2 separate regions of the Columba livia genome follow, and region 1 is linked to region 2. Evidence: chromatin contacts called from public Hi-C data. All regions are on one chromosome and are shown on one strand. Each heading gives the region's core, a stretch centred on a gene start, on an enhancer-like site or on the middle of the called end of the contact. The rest is flanking DNA. Distances are from core to core; before and after follow the strand shown. Region 1 holds the start of WNT8B (Wnt family member 8B). Region 2 overlaps PLCE1 (phospholipase C epsilon 1).

What was found. A called contact is a pair of places that touch in the nucleus more often than the background predicts.
Region 1: a contact with region 2 is called in a Hi-C map of crop, with 4 times the contacts expected there. The contact joins the promoter of WNT8B here to the enhancer-like site in region 2. A contact is called at or near these places in 2 of 2 Hi-C or Micro-C datasets (crop and liver).

What each region holds. Positions count from the first base shown.
Region 1 is chr6:20,859,496-20,862,230 of bColLiv1.pat.W.v2, forward strand. WNT8B (Wnt family member 8B) reads left to right here and starts at 1,295. Exons shown (of 6, transcript XM_021284276.2): 1 at 1,295-1,637. The coding sequence starts at 1,579.
Region 2 is chr6:20,751,376-20,754,075 of bColLiv1.pat.W.v2, forward strand. The region is part of intron 2 of PLCE1 (phospholipase C epsilon 1); the gene reads right to left. Among named protein-coding and RNA genes, the nearest start is that of PLCE1, 40 kb to the right of the region's middle. Within about 2 kb of position 1,361, at least 1 of the 3 cell types and tissues checked has an H3K27ac peak away from gene starts, as active enhancers do.

The DNA of each region.
Region 1 (2,735 bases), core at 45-2,544, 110 kb after region 2:
GGCACAGCTGGCCCTGGGAGCAATTGCTGGTGGCTGCATTTTCTCCTCACCTGGGTGCTTGCAAACTGCCCAGCTACCTCCCAGGGTGAGAGTCCCCCCTGGTTGGGTGGGCAGTGCTTGGGGCAAGGGTAGGGTTTTGCCAGCGTGCTGTGTCCTGCCAGAGCTGGTCTTGCCATGGCCAAAGTCCAGCTGAGAGCAAATCTCTGCTGGGCAGGTTTCCGTCTCTGATACTGTGCAACACAGGAGGGACATTTTATCTGCCTGAGGTGGTCCTGAGCAAAGTTCAGCCTCTAGCCAGCCCTGCCTGATGGCCCAGCCGTGCAGTCTCACACCCCTTCAAATCCTGCCCTGGCCTTTTTACCCAGCGGCTGCACCCCTGGTAGAAGGAGTTTGAGTGGTCTCAGCCCACATTTTAGCTGGTAACATTTACAGCACAAAAATCAGCTGTGCAGCATGGTGAAGATGCTCTTACAGCTCTGGGACAGGGGGGCAAGATTGGTCCTGTTGCCCTGGGGCTGGTCAGAGTGGCTGTGGTGGGCAGTGTGGTCATAAATGGGATGTCCCACATGGCCAGAAGAGACAGTCTGGATGCACTTCTAAGTAGCTCTCACTGGGAGACTGCTGATGCTTCCAAACCAAAGAACCCCTCTCATGGACTTTATTTGAAACCTTAAAAGCAAAAAGTTAAGATTTAATCAGAGACCTTTCTCCCAGGGTGAGGATGGCATGTGGCAAAAAGGAGGTGGGAAGAAAGAGCAGGTCATCATGGTGAAGGAGTAGCAGATGAAGGTAGGAAGGGCCCCAATTCTCAACCTTCTGGGGGGGACTGAGGCAGAGACGATGTTCACATATCTGCTTCCCAGCTTCTCCCTGAAGTACGCTGCATGGCCTCCACAAAGCAGGCGTGACAGCTCGAACCCAAGCTCCCCATCCTGTGGCACCCAGCACACCCCAGCCCCAGCGATGTCTCCAAGGCAGGAGGAGGTGAGGGCATGCCAAAAGCAGCCCTTCCAGGGGATGGAGAGGCAGGGCAGTGCTGGTGGAGATTGATTCTAGTGATTACTTTAAGGGATTTGCTGTCTCTTTCCTTATCCCTCTCTCTCTTTTTCTTTTTTTTTTTTTTTGTTTTCCCCTTTTCCCTCCCTCTTACTTATCCCTTTCGTGGTGCATTTGTCTTCGAGGAACCTGGGGTGTTCTTTTCATCAGTTCAATCTCTCTCTGGCACTTGAGTCCTGATTGGCTGAAGGACTTAGGGAAAAAAAAAATCTTTAATTAAGTAGATAATCTCTTCTTAGGAAGTTCTGCGGCTCCATTTCACCAACCCCCTTTAGCTCTTACTTTAGGATTGGTTACCCTTCGCAGAAGTTGGGATTCAGGGGGCATACGCCTCTTCATCACACCAGCAGTGCCGGGTGGAAATAACTCCATCCATCCCTTCTCTGGTTTTGTTGTCTTTTTCTCCTTTTTTTTTTCTTTTTTCTTTTTTTTTTTTTTCCTTTTCTCTGGTGGTGGTGGTACCCAAGTTTGGGGTTTTTTAGAATCTCCTTTTTCCTTCTTTGTTTGGATCTTATATTTCACATGGACCCATATCTGGGCATCTTCTTCCTCACTCCCTTCTTCCAGTCCTGCTGTGCCTGGTGAGTATCAAGAGCACCTCAGTCTGTATCACAGGCAGGTGCTCTTCCCGGACACCCTAAGGAAATTCCTCTTCACCTTCCTAAATGTCCCTTCTTTTCCACTTAGCTCAGTTCTGGTCTTTAATGGGACCAGACATTTAACTAAGTCTCAACACACTCACTGGCAGAGATTAAATCTGAGCAGAGAAAGTCCCCTTTTCCCCCCTCTCCTCCCAGCAATAAGTCCATGGGCCAAATCCTGAGCTGGGGTAAAACAGAGCAGAGGAGAGCGTAAGATCTAGCCCCTCACTTCCAGCTGGGAAGATAACCCAACAGGACAGACAAGGATTTCTGTTTTTCCAGAGGCTCACAGTCTGCTTGTCTCTTGTCTTAATCAAATCAAATGAGGCTTCTCCCACACTCCCTGAGGAGGACAGTCCCCGATTAAGAGCTCAGAGCTGGCGGGGTGAGTTAGACCCACAGGAGAGTCACTCCGGAGGAGCAGCTGGAGACCTGGGCGCCTTGGCAGGCACAGGGTCAGGATTACACATGTCTGAAATTCATGTATTAGGATTTCCTGGGGAGAAGCTTTCGATATGGAGATTGCTACGGCTTGGCTCCCAACCGGCCGGGTCCCGTCAGACCAGTCCCCCCGTACACAAACCTGTGCTTGTCTCCTGTGGGCCTCTATGTGCTTTTACATTTATTTCCAGAAATGTTTTATAAGGGTGAACAGAAAGAGATTACACTTGCACAAAATCTCGTATCATTCCTTGTGGAATGTATCTATCCCATGCTCCGGTGGAGATGGACTCAAATGACCTGCCTCTATAGGTGTTTTTTCCTATGTAATTTTTACTGAGTACCCAAACTTTATTCTTGCATTTCTGTGGTGCCCTGGGGAATCTGCTCAGTGGGTTACGGATGTATCCCTAACAGCAAGGAAAGTCTTCCTGGTCATTTACTAAAATCTCCTGCCTCCCCCATAGCAGATCACTAAGGTTATTACCATGGATGGAGAAACCAAAATTACAGAAAGAGAAACTCAGCTAAACGGGAGCCCATTTCTGCTATGCTAGGAGTGAAATTTATGTTATTTCAGAGATTTTCTTCCCGCTT
Region 2 (2,700 bases), core at 111-2,610:
TTCATTTCTTTAAAAAAAATGAAACCAAATTATGGTCTGGATTGTTTTAGATTTGGGCCAACCTAGTATTTATCAACAGAACATGATGCAAATAATGTCGGTCAAAAACTACAACACTTGATCCAGCCAAATCATGGGCTCAGTCACGGGTTTCCAAACTGTGGTGCACATACTACTAATGATACACACCTAAGCAACCTAACAATTCTTCCATGTGCACATGTTAAGTACTGCCGCTAGCCTGATAATGGTAACATATGAAACAGATATACTTGGAAGCTCTGCCCCTCATCTGCAGGAGAGAGGTGGAAGTCCATGTGGAGACTCAAGATATCAATTGCAGTGCTGAATTTTCTGACATGCATCATCTTAGTCTTCTAACAAACTTTATTATTCTAAGCTTTCCAAAATTAAGTTTCATTATTTCTATTTCATTATTTGATTTCATTTGTTACCCAGATAAGAAATTGAAACTGATTTTTATCAAAACCAAAACTCAGTAACTCTGCTTGCAGATTTGAATTTTTTAAACCAGCAACCAATTTAAGATAGTATGTTATTTTCATCAGATATTTTCCATAGCAGAAAATATACCCAGCAAAAAAATCCTATAAAACATCATCTAATTAAAACCCCAAGAAGCTAGCAAAATAGCCCAACTACTGAGCCTTGCCACACACGCTTGGCTTTGGCACATCAAGTCTTGCCAGAGTGCCTCAGTTCATAATGGTTTAGAAATCAGATGACGACGAACAATGTCTCTCCAAATTCTTTTAATTTTCTTTTTGTTTCTACTTGAAAGTGCAACTTTTGTACATAACCATCCTAATAGTACGATCACTGGTTTACATGTCTTAGTTGCATAGAAAAACAGTAAAACCTTTAGTTCTGGTTAGGTTTGGAAATAAGATTTTGTTGTTGTTTTTTGCTCTCTACATTTCTGAAGTCCTAACACTCAAAGGACTCTTTGTCAACTCTCTCTTTTCTTTTCCTCCCAAGCTTTTCCTAAAATTGGCTGCTTTTCACTAGTTCTTTCAGTTAACTACCTTTCATATCTCATTAGCAAATTGTGCCCAGTACTGTTATATCAATTTCCACTTCTTTTACTTAATGAAAAATGTTTCTTTCAGTTTTTGTTCTCTTGGATCCACTGAGTCACCACCACATGGGTATTTCCTGTGAATCTGCTTTCATCTAGGCTGTTGTTTTCCTTGTGTTCCTTTGCAGAACAGAGAAATTAAAATCAAGCAACGATCAGAGGGATCTGGCCACTACTGCCTAATATAAGTACTGATTAGATAATACGTCTTTTTTTCCTGATGAGTACAACAGGAAATCAGTTACAAATGTACTATTCTTTACAACAGTTTGATGAAATGGACATTTAAATTCAGCCAAAAATACCAGCTCTTTTGGAAAGCAAATTGCAGTCTAAAAGTGTAATACTACAACTATGTGCATATGAACCATCCAACATGAAGTTTCAATACTGTTCACTAACCATCCCTGGAAAAAAAAAAATCTCCAAAAAGAACATGGAAAGTAAAAGGACCCCAAAAAACCCCTAAAATGTAAATGTAATAGCTATAAATGGTACAGATGCCACATGTAAATTTGAATGAGCTCAACAAAGCTGGGTGTAACACTAATAGAAGCAGGAGTGCCCATTAAGACCACACAATTGCATGAAGAAGGAATTCCAGCTTTAACTGTCAGACTCAGCCAAGAGCAGGTTGTGAACACTATGAAAAAATACTATGAAGTAGTAGAGAACTAATGGGACATATTTTGAGAAGCCTGCTCTAAGACTGAAGGATAAAAGAGGCTCCATAAAGACCATTGGTCCAGGGAATAGTGAGCAAGCTGAAGGTAAGTTCAAGAACGTAACTAGTGAACGAGAAAAGACAACTACTGATAGGCTTGAAGTAAAAAGAGCAAAACTACTTAGAAGGTGTTATAAAAAACTAGCGTTTTCAAGGCAGGGAGGAGAACAGTCCCCCCTTTCCTTCACAGAATTTAATGAGAAACCCTACAGAGACTTCCAAGGTTAGGAAGCCTAGAAAGAAACAGCAGATCTTGGAGTCATCCACCAAAAAGAACCTGGGGAGAAGGAGCCTGAAAAAGCTATAGGGAAATCAAGACAGTGCAAGCTGCAGGCATGAGTCATTTACAAACAGCAGCAGCTGGACCAAACCCTGAGATAAATGCTATTAAGGATGGCATTTGGAGAAGTCTGCAGGGCCCTAAAAATGGTATGGGATATGGTCTATAAATGGGTTAAGATAAAAAACAGTTGACAGATACCTTACCCAGGGGAGCAAATGCATGGTCCAAGGTTCTGGAGCTGGGACCTTCACCACAGACAAAAGCCCAGCTCTGCTGCTGCTACTCGGTGGTAAGAAACTTGGTTACCTACCAGGTAAGGAATATTTAAAGCCCTCAATCCACGGAGGATCACTGGTCATGGTAGCTGACATGCTATCAACTGTCTCTGACTGTTTTTTTCTGTCATGCCAGAGGGTGCAGACTAAATAAGATCTGACCACTTAGGTCACAGAGAGCACTGAAGCAGAGTGAGGGACAGGCAATGCTGGATTCCACTGAACAGCCTGCTACAAGAATCAATGAGTGATCCTTCCACAATCCTACACAGTGACAACCTCAATTCTGAAGAGAGAAGGCAATATTTTCATCACTATC